Regions from separate parts of the Gasterosteus aculeatus genome. Here region 1 is linked to region 2. Evidence: chromatin contacts called from public Hi-C data. All regions are on one chromosome and are shown on one strand. The core of a region is the stretch at or near the end of the contact, and the rest is flanking DNA. Distances in the headings are between cores, read along the strand shown.

Evidence for each region. Hi-C and Micro-C count contacts between places; a contact is called where the count stands out from the background.
Region 1: a Hi-C map of skeletal muscle shows a contact between it and region 2, with 2.8 times the contacts expected there. The contact joins the promoter of shoc2 here to the enhancer-like site in region 2. A contact is called at or near these places in 2 of 6 Hi-C or Micro-C datasets (both in skeletal muscle).

What each region holds. Positions count from the first base shown.
Region 1 is chr9:9,480,572-9,485,879 of fGasAcu3.hap1.1, reverse strand. shoc2 (SHOC2 leucine rich repeat scaffold protein) reads right to left here and starts at 3,357. Exons shown (of 9, transcript XM_040187413.2): 1 at 3,237-3,357.
Region 2 is chr9:9,360,712-9,366,204 of fGasAcu3.hap1.1, reverse strand. mxi1 (max interactor 1, dimerization protein) reads right to left here. Exons shown (of 6, transcript XM_078080479.1): 4 at 338-452. Among protein-coding and RNA genes, the nearest start is that of mxi1, 23 kb to the right of the region's middle. Within about 2 kb of position 2,339, at least 3 of the 9 cell types and tissues checked have open chromatin away from gene starts, as enhancers often do.

The DNA.
Region 1 (5,308 bases), core at 2,108-4,607, 120 kb before region 2:
CAAAACTTAACCTCTTATGCTGAAACAGAATTGCTCCGGGCCCTTTTTGATGGAATTGTTTTGGAAAGATAAAGCCAAATTCATTTCCAATCGGATATTTGTTTACTCTGGCAGGCCACATTCAAAAACTCTACACACCCAAAAAATAAATAAAAGTGGGATTTAAACAGCAGCCATAAGCAGCTTCAAATACTTAAGTGATGCATGCAGAGACACACTATTGGCAAGTTCTTTGTTTTTGTACAATTGATTGATTTAGCAAGTGAACCACACCGCTGTTTTTAGTTCAAATCATTTTAAAAAGAGCGTATTCAAAACTTTTATGACACAACAAATCTGACTGACATTCTTCCTTTCCTCTGAAATATTATAAATATATATTTGAGTAAATAAGGATTAGAACCAACTTCAACTCGGACCGTAAAGAAAAACAAACAAACAAACAAACAAAGAAGGAGACATGAAGATAATATCTGTCCTTGTTCATGAAAGTACCACAATGTGCAAGTCCAAGCAAATCTGTTGAATGTACCTGACGCCAACTTACCCTCCTAAACAAACACGGCCCAGCGGGTGTTGACATTACGCTTAGCCTACAGCCCCACCTTTTAATGCATTTAGATAGTTAGTCATCCCTGTGAAAGCCTGCTACATGACACACGTTAGATATTTCTGCCTTAAAAACATTTTGTATCTGTAAATGACAATTGTAGCTAGAAGTGCATGTTCTCTGGTAAGTCTCTATTGCGTGTCTCTGTTTAAAGCTCTCCGGCACCAGTACAAGCTAAGCTGTGGCAAAAAGAGACCGGTTTGGCTCGGGATCACAGTTAAGTGAAAAGGTTAGGACTGCTGGGAGTAATCTTTAGAAATGGCCTTCAAAGCTTGGAGTTCCCACAACAGGTCATGCGACCTTTTAGGAAAAATAAATGTGGGGGTCAATAGCAGCACCACTAACATCACCGAATGCCGGACTCTTCTGTAAATAAGAAGGTTCTTTGATGCCGTCATAAATAAGAAAGTTAAAATGAAACCCTGACTGCAATGGGCATTCCCGTGTTCGAAATGATTATGAGAACAAGCAGGCCACCCCGACTCCTGCAGCTATCTAAACCAAACTGCCAGCAACTTCCTTTTACAGTTGTACTTTCCAAGTCCCTGTCCTGGTACATCACATGGTTTATAGCAAGCTGCATATGACCTTTATTTGGAAACACTCATTGCGGAGATAGAAAATATGTCTGCTACTTTCTGCCTGAACCTTAGAAAATACCAAACAAGAGGGGAAAAAAGGATAAATTGAGCAATTCTTTATTGACATCTATGACCATTGTATTAATATAATAAGTCTAGGTAAAAGTCTCGGGCAGAAGCTCTTGGATATTGATTGTCAGATAATAGAGAACGAAATATTTGCCAAACTAAAAGCAGGTATACTCTAAGTTGCAGATTTTAAATATATGCAGATGTTTCCCCAAAACCTGAAACACCAAAAAAACAAATGTAAAAAAGACAAGCACCAGGACCAAACTTATTCCACATATTCAGAGTTATATTAAAGAACAATACTAAGAAACGAATACAAGATTGAACTTGTACAGCTCCAGAGAAACGCTAATGCACAGCCATCCTCACCAATAACACCACCATAAAGTGCAACGACACCCTTCATGGCACTTGCAGCCCACATAAAAACGAAGGTAGTTTCCTTTGGGGAGATCTTGGCCCCCAGACGATGCCAGTGCCTACAGGCCCGAGTGGAAGTGGCCGTTCTCCTGCTTGTGTTTGTCCATTACAATGCCTCCACGAGTCAATAAGAAATGCATCACTGTGGCCCATCAAGTTACTGTAGAACTGGTATAACATGACGACATGTAAGAAATACCGCTTCTGTGTTTCTGACTGACAGCACGACACTAAGTGCAAGGAAATACAAAGGATGACCTGGCATGTCAGTGAAAGTGGTCGTCTGTGGGATATTTGGGGTGGGGAGCAAACCAGGGGTGAGGTGGCATCTATCCGCTAACGTTACGACCCACAGGACGCATCTAGCGGCCGGTTTGAAAGGCGAAGAGGGCCGATGACAAAGTCTTTCGAAACAAAAACGATGTCAGTTCGGGAAAATCAAGTAGCCGTATGAAACTGCTAAATGCAGACAACATTGTTACCTAAGGAAAGCACATATGGGTTCGCACCGCTGTTTGAATGAACTATCACTAACGTTACTGTGACAAAATATACGCTACCTAGACGCGAACAGTAATAATGCTAACCAACGTAAAGAGTTAAACAATGGGCGACAGTCAACGTTAACTAGCGTTAATTATCGTTAGCCAACTCACGTAGGCTGGAGATGTCTAATGTTAGCTAAACCAGCTTAGAAAAGGGAACTGGGAGAACATATGCAAGTTAGCTAACGTAATGTTTTAATACACATCTCGAAGAACCAACCGAAAGGCGCACTGGCTACCGAAACGACTAACAACCGGGAAGGAAATAAAAGCAGCTTAGATAAAACGTCAACAGCCAAGCAAACGTCAGTGGTGCCAGACGGCTAACTTGCTAACGTCAGCTAGCGAGCAAGCTAGCCCACCAGCTAACAGCATTTCAACCAGCAAGATAACGACTCAAACGAGGGGAAAAACGTTAAAGGCTCACGTGACATGATGCAACAAACGTGAATTGCTACTCGTAGGACACGGTGCTAGTGCTCTCCAGAGTTCCCCCCTGATATATTCACGCACATCCAGCGGTTAGCTCTCAGCGGAGCTGGCGGTGTGTAGGCCGCGGGCAGAGCGGCTGTCGTACACGGACCGACCCATCAGCCGTGAGGTGGACCGAGAGGAGGAAATCTCTGCTGCAGCCAGCGGAACGCCGTCGGGCAGCGGACGCCAGAAAGGGAAACTGGTCGTTGGAATGCATTTGATTTCCGAGCTTAGCGGCCACTTGCGGCACACGATGTGCAAACTAACTGCAACACGGCACACAGACCGTCCCCGTGTTGAATATGCGCCGAGGAGAGAAAAAAAGAAAAGAAAACACTGAAAAAAAAAAAACAGCGGCCATTCCGAAGCGGAACAAAAGAGTGCGTTCGTTCTCTCCACCCCGAAATGACACTGAAACGTTTACCCGCGCAGTGACAAGAGAGCTGCGGCGGTGTGGTCTCTAGACAGCGGGGCTACGGGGGCTACGGGGGCAACGCGTCCACTGCCAATGTGGTAATAATATCGCTGTTTTACCTTTCAGAGGTGTGACTCCGCCATCCTTTCTGCTTCCTCCTCTTGTCCTACACTACTGCTCCGCTCCCTCCTCCCTCCTCCTCCTCCTCCGCCCTCCGCCGCCGCCGCCGAACTGCGTCATTCGCACCCCGAACCAATGTTATCACGAGACTTTGAAATACAATCAAAAAGTCGTGGATAAAACATTGGCTTCGTTTATTCAATATATCTTATACGGTGCAATTAATTGTTTTGTTGCAGTGTTAGTGTTGTGTAAAAGCTCAACGCTCAAACTGTTACGAAACATCCTGAAAATAACGCTTTTCTTTGGATAATAAAGTGTGTTTGCTATGATCATTCCCAAGAAATGTAACCTATTCAGTTAAAATTCTTATATTTACAATCTCCTCATTTAAAACGACAAAGATAGATACATATGCGAATATGTGTTATTTTAAATGTGGGACTTTGGGTTTGACATGATCCTCGGTATTTTTTAAATGATATAATGAAGAGCAATTCGTAAATATAACTGTCCAATTGTTATATCAGTGAACAGTACAAAACGTTCCTCTGAAATGCAGTGGAATGTAAGAATAAAGTAGCCTAAACTTTAGTTACAGTGCATACATACATTAATTGCACACTAACTACAATCACTTGAAACACATTACACATAAACACAGTGAGCAAAAATGTTATTTAAACGGATTTACAGGCAGGGAACGAAAAAACGCGAAGAAAAAAGGACCTACTATGACGATGCGCTAGTAATAGATCCAGAGGGGGGCAGTAATGCGATATAATGGTAACGTACTGCCGTAAAATCCCAACAAAGAAGAAGATTACGCGAAGGAAAAGATCACGTGATTGAGTTTACTTGACAACCGTTTAAATCTCCTCCAAGTGCTAAAGGTGGGATTATTTCAAGTGATTGAAAACGATTCCGTATTTTCTTTTATAGAAACCCCTTTAACGTGTTCACACACGTACACGGAAACACGTAGCAGTGTATGGTCCGTGTAATTCACTGGTTATTTGACAAAAGAGACGTATCCTCCGCTTCTTAAACTGAGTAACGTTAAACGATACGTGTTGCTACCTGCTAAACCTAGCTAGCGTTGGCTAGTTTTGTGTTGAGCTAACGTTAACAGACAATTTAGCTATTATTGTAAAATATACGAGGACATTTAGGCCCACGTCCTAGTCAATCACATAGCATAGCTTAATGGTGAAATAATGTTATTCGGGTATTCATCAACTAACGTATTGTCAACCTGAACGCTATCTTTCGCTTTAACCTCCTTTAAATAAGTGAACATTTAACATAATACAACCGCTACATTTCACAAATACACCACGAGACAGTGTGGGTGCTACATTATATCATGTTTCCTTTCGCGACAGGCTGTTTTGTGTTCTCCGTGTATGAGATTTATAAAGATGAAGATGCTTTGGTCTAAACTAAACTTGCGGTAAAACCCAATCTTGCCTGCCTGCGATCCCTCAATACACTACAGCATTAGCAGCTGGTTAGATTAGCTCACATTGTAGCATTTTTAAATAGTTGGCATATCTTCTTGTTGTCATCTTCAAGTGCAAGGCTATGCCAGATAAAAATGTTTAATGGATTAAAATAATGTGTTTACTGTACCTTTCAGCAAGCACTCAGAGGACACAATGCCAGAGGTCAAGTCTATATTCAGAGAAGTTCTGCCTAAGCAAGGTTTGTATCACAGCAGTTAATACAAACAAAAGAGTGTTTGTGGTGCTCAACACAACATGTGAACTGTTTAGCTTTGCAAGCTTTTGCACATTTCTAGTGAGTGGGTGCTCTGTGCTATGGGTTCACTCTTTACAGCTCAACACAGAGCCGGTTTCTGTATGTATACAGTTGTGTAATATAAAAAGGTCAGTACCTTTCTGGTGTTCTGGTTGAAATGGTTTCTAATGGGTACAAGTTGTTCAAGGGCAGAGCAACAGATGTGTGAAATTTCCATTTAGTGAGAGTGATTGTTAAGAATGGACCATCAGTGTAATAGACATTAAAAACATTAGCAAGCAACTGTCGAGGTTTAACAAATGAAAGACTC
Region 2 (5,493 bases), core at 1,090-3,589:
CACAGGTGACATTTCGCCCAAAGTCAGTTGTGTCAGAAATGCATGATATGCACACAAGAGCGAGTCCCAGCAGCCGCACATTCACGTACGTATTAAGAATGATCGCGGCGGACGATAGTTTTGTCAGAACAAATATAATCAAAGTAGGGATTCATTTGTTTTATGCCATTAGGTCCACTCGTCACTGGAGCAATGAATTGAGGTCTGGTTCTACTCTCTGCGTCTCCATCACATTTTTATGTCTTGTCAATTTCAGATGTCACCGATTGGTTTCGCTACTGCGATTGCTTAATTCCTCCTTGGGCACGTGGTTCACATTCATCCTGTTATCCTTCACCTTTATATGTGCTTTGGCTTTGTTGAGCAGGCCCAGGGTGGTGTGGCGGTTGCAGTCGGGTCCCAGGGGTATGAGGGCCTTCAACCTCTCCAGACAGAGCCGCAGGTGAGCTCGTCTGCACAGGAAGGAAAGAAAGAAAAGAGAAAATGGAATGATTAGCCACATGACCACGGGCTGTACAGTGAAATGCAAACTGTTGGCGTATGAAGGTCGTAAAATGTCTCACTAGAAGCTACAACTTAAATAGAAGATTCTTAAAAAGGGGAGAGTTCACCCTAAGCGAGGTTTAAAGCCCGACCCCCTACAGGGTCCTGAGCATCTGAGGGGGACTCATTTCAGAAACACTGTTACTTTGTGACAGTCAGCCAGCTGCAGACTCCAGGCTCGTGTTTTGTAAGTTCTCAGCTGATGGTTCACACGACACCGCAGGTTGCTATGTTTCACGTCTCGTGTGCTCCTCGGGACCGCACTCTAGCTATTTTGCGCCCAGCTTTAGTTACTCCTCTCGTCTGCATTACAAACAAGTTTTGGCTGAGCGAGTGTGTGTGTGTGTGTGAGGGAGGGTTTTTGTGGGGGGGTGTAATGGCATTTCCCGGACCCCGCTCGGCTCTGCCCTCCATCATCCTGACAGTCCCTTAGTCCAGGACTGCAGACATGCCAGTGGTACTATATATCCTGCTAATGGCTCCCACTTAAGAGGTATAGGGTGATAATTGTGGTTATAACCCAATCAGCGCTGCATTACCAGCAGCAGCCCTCTCAGCTAGCCAGGAGGGAGAAGTGGAGACACACATTAAGAGCCGACGGAGCCACCCAGGACCTCAGGTACGAATCTCTGGGGGAGATGACGACCCAGGGGACCACGGCAAGGAATTCACAGAAGCGACCGCGGCGGGCTGCGTTCAGACCAGTGGAGACACGCGAGCACTGAAGTACATCTGCACGCGTTCAGCTTGGACGGCACTGATAAGTTGTTGTTTTTTGAGCCGGGGGGGTTTGTAATGATCATCCGTCCGGCTCTGGTCATCAGTCTTTGTATTCAGTTGTGATTACAGGAGAGAGCCCACCTTTGCTCTTTATCTGTGAAATGTCTACGTGCGTTGGTCTCGCCTGAGCCTGAACACACACACACACACACACACTTTTATGCACTTGCGCCCGTCTACAGAAATCAACTAGCAATTAATCGCTTTCTATTGTGATGGTATAGGCAGCTCCTCTCGGGAGATGTCTTGGTGGTGCTACAGACAGGACAACTCCAATTTTGACCATTTTGTTTAACAATGTAATTCAGATTACACGATCATTAAATACCAGGCATCTCTTCTCCAACTTGCCACGCTCGCTGCAGAAACCATTCACAAATGAAGTGGGCCATGTACGGGGGAACGTTTTCAGCATTGCTGATACATTATTTATTCAGCAGCTGCAGAGCTGACACAGTGTATTTGACATTACATGTAAAAAAAACAAAAGCCATACTGTGAACGTTCAGAGGACGCGTCTCACTGTGAGAACATGTTGTACGCGCTAACGTTCTCCTGAGTCACAAACCCAGAGGGAGGGTGGGGGGGGGGGGCAGGGTGGAGGTGGAGGGCGCCTGATAAAGAACGACGGATGTGAAGGGAGAGCGGGACACGCTGGACTTGTACTGCCGCGTGTGTCTGCTGGCGTCGCGTTAACACACGCCAGGCGCCAGGAGGCCCCTCACCCTGTCGACGGCAAAACGGCCATCTCGGCAGACAACCTCAGATAACCAACAACCCCCCCCCTCCCCCTCCTCTGCCTGACCCAGACTGACATGATGAATGCGGGGAGAGGAGGCGAGGGGCACGCCGACCGCACGGGCAGCGCATATCTCACGCCGGTCCGATGACCGAAAACCTCCCATTATGGAGCGTGGAGACCTGCCGCTTTGTGCCGAGTCAGTGTTGAAACATGCAGCAGCCACACCGGCAACCTTCCGCATGTGCCGCTGGGCGGGCGGCACGCGTGCCCCCTCAGCGCGCCTTTCATTGGTACACAGAACATGACAAAACGTCTGGCGGGACATTTGTCCTAATCTCTGCGTGCACGATGTGCTCTGATCTGATCCCGCCGGCAAAGAAGAGAAAAAAAAAAGGTGGTGCCGGGAGGAACAGTGTGTTACTGTGTGTGACTGTGACAGAAGGAGAAGTCAGCGCTCCACGCGAGGCTGCGTGGTAATCGGGATATCAGAACTCATTCTGGGGAGAGGAAAAAAAAAAAAAAACATGATGTTCTCCTGCGACTAAAAACAGGCAACTCAAGATAATGGAGGAGACTGGTTTATCTGCACCACCAGCACTATCGCTTACCGTCTCCCTGAAGGGTTAAAGTTCAAGCGCTACTAGCTAGTGGCGATGCCCCAGAGGCGGGTCTCTAATCCCCCCCCCGAAAGGCTTGTTTATCGTGTAGACCCACGGCCCAGAGAGCTTAAGCCACTTGCGGCTTACGATATGAGTGGCGGCTTGTGACCATTAATACCTGCGTGCCTCGGCCCTCCTGCAGCTGGGCGGCCCCCCCGCGTCGGGCCACGGGGCTTACCGCTTCCCCCGGGTCCTTATAGAAGACGCTAGTAACACAAAGACAGCCGTGGCTTTGCCGTGCGGCCCCCCTAGCTCCGCGTCCTCGGCCGCCACTGGAGGTGGAGCGCAGTTTGGTTGAAGGTCGTGACATCACAGGCCGACAGGCCGCGTCAGCAGATTAGTGTTCATGCGGCGTTGCTTTCATCCCGGGTTAAGTTGCTCCCCCGGAGAGAAGCGCTCCGTGGCTATAGGAGCTAAACGCTAGCTTGATGCTTTGCGGTTCGCTCCGTTTAGCTCCGTTGGGGAGGAATTTCATTTAAGACCAATGGACAAACTCAACATCCACGGCCATGACCTCGATGAACAAAAGGGCAGAAAGATCCACAAAAGGGACAAAGAAGCACATCAAAAGAACCTATATTTAAAATCTCCCGAATGCAGGAGAGGGAAGGGGGGGAAGGGGGGGTCGTCGCTCTGACCTTTGTATTCCCAGTGTCTAATGAATGGCACAGAGAACTGTAGGTTGGCTGAATGGGAAGCGCTTCGTCTGTGGCGGATTACATAACACGTGGCCCGTCGCTGCCGGGACCTGCGCTCTAAACCGTCACGCACAGCAGGGACATCCAATCCCTCGCCGACAATAAGACAACACGGACGGAAAAGCCTGGTTTCTTTCCGTGGTATTTAGCTGTGGGTGATTCCTGGGATTACAAGCAAATAATAAGCCCGATGCAACCATTGGGTCCTTTTTCCTCGCTGCATTGTGGGTATAACTCAGCAAACAGCTGCCTTTGAAAACCCACGCTCTCTATCTGGGGGGGAGGAAGTGAGCTTCTGTGGGCTGATAATGTGACCGGCTATTCAAAGAAAGCCACAAACCCGAGTTCCCGAGAGTTACCTGGAAACGCTAATGTGTGCATAATAAGAGTTTTGATGTTGTCACTTTATTTATTTTATCCCTGTATTTTAATTGCTGAGAGGTCGCAATTAAATGGTTTCGATTTGTATATATTTTTTAAATTGGAATACAGACAAAATGTAATTCAACTGGTACATTGCACATTATATTACAGTTAATTGAATGCATGTATTCAATTTACCTGCAAAAATGGATTAAGGCAAAAAAGATTTCTTATCCGGCTCCACACCCATCAAAAAATTACAATTAAAGAATCCTCGGGGCACCACCTGCAGGCTCACCACAGACCCCCCCCCCCTTTCCTCCTGAGACAAAGGGGCGCTTCCACTCTACCGGTGTGTGTGTGTGTGTGTGTGGGGGCCCCAGATGGGTACGCAGGCGGGCAGCTCTGCCTTTTGGCCTCGACATGCGAGTGAGCAGCCAGCCGGCCCCCCGGGTCACAGCACCACACCTTTCCTCCCCGTCCTCCCTCCTCCCTCCTCCCCATGAACCCCGTCCTAAATCAAACGTCCGTCCCCACGAGCAAATGCAAAGCTCCGCCTCACAAGCGACGCTGAGTAGCGCTTCCATTAAAATACGCCATGGCTCCTGCGAGGTTCTTCCTCGCCGCTCCGCTTGTTCTTGAGACGCGTCATGGTGCCTCCAGAGCGGGGGCCTTTTTAAAAAGGAGCTCTTTGAAGCCCTTCCGGTGGGTGGATGGAAGCGCTGCCCACCACAGCGCTTACACAACCCACGCACATCATACATACATCCCTCGTCGGCGCTGCACTCAACCTTCCCTCGTCCTTGTATCTCTCTCACTCTTACACACGCACGCACACACGCGCTGTGATATACGATAGCGGTGTAATCAAAAGCTAGTGTCGGACAAAAAAGCCTTGTGGGTTTTTGTGAGTGCGACATGAAACGCGTGTAATGACCGCGGCAGACTGATTCCGTCATGGTGGCGAGAGCGGCCCGCCGCGGCACCCTGTTGAAAAATATCGCAGTGACTCTGGAGGGCTGATGGGAGAGACGAGCGTGAGAGTGTTGTTCAGAGACGGCCTCTTCCTCGTGTCGTGACAGCAGGGAAGCTCAACTGAAATGCGCAAACTTTTCTCGCTCTCTCGAACCGAGCTGCATGGTTTCAATCCGCTAGGAGCGAGTCCACGGCCAAAGGCCCTGTGGTTACGTGATTGGATGGTTTAGTTGTTTTTTTTAACCATTGTGCGTCATCGTCATCAACCGCGATCTAATCTTTCAGTGATTCCCCTTTTCATCCAGTCATTGATGCAGCACACGACATCCACATTTTTGTTTTGTTTTTGCAGTGATGTTTCAAAAAGATACCCAGTTCACTTAATTACAACGGCCGCCGCAAAGTCAACGCCTCACTCATCGTACGTTCCTGCTACACAGTTGGTGCAGATGTGATGCCAGGCGTTTCCTCGTGGCCGAGCAGAGGCAGACGGAAAATGCATATTCATGCGAGTGTTCATTGTCTGGGATAAAAATAAACAGCAACAAAAGAGCACCTGGGCCTGAAGAGCGGCACGGACAGGACTTGTGCGTTTCCTCTTTTCAAAAAGCAACAGCAGCTGAGCACAGCACTGACAGTCGCTGCTTCGGTTTCATGCAACGTCCTGCCGAAGCAAACGGTAGTAGTCGAAGCGCGTGCGATGGGGAGAAAATGAAATATAGCTGCCCTAGAT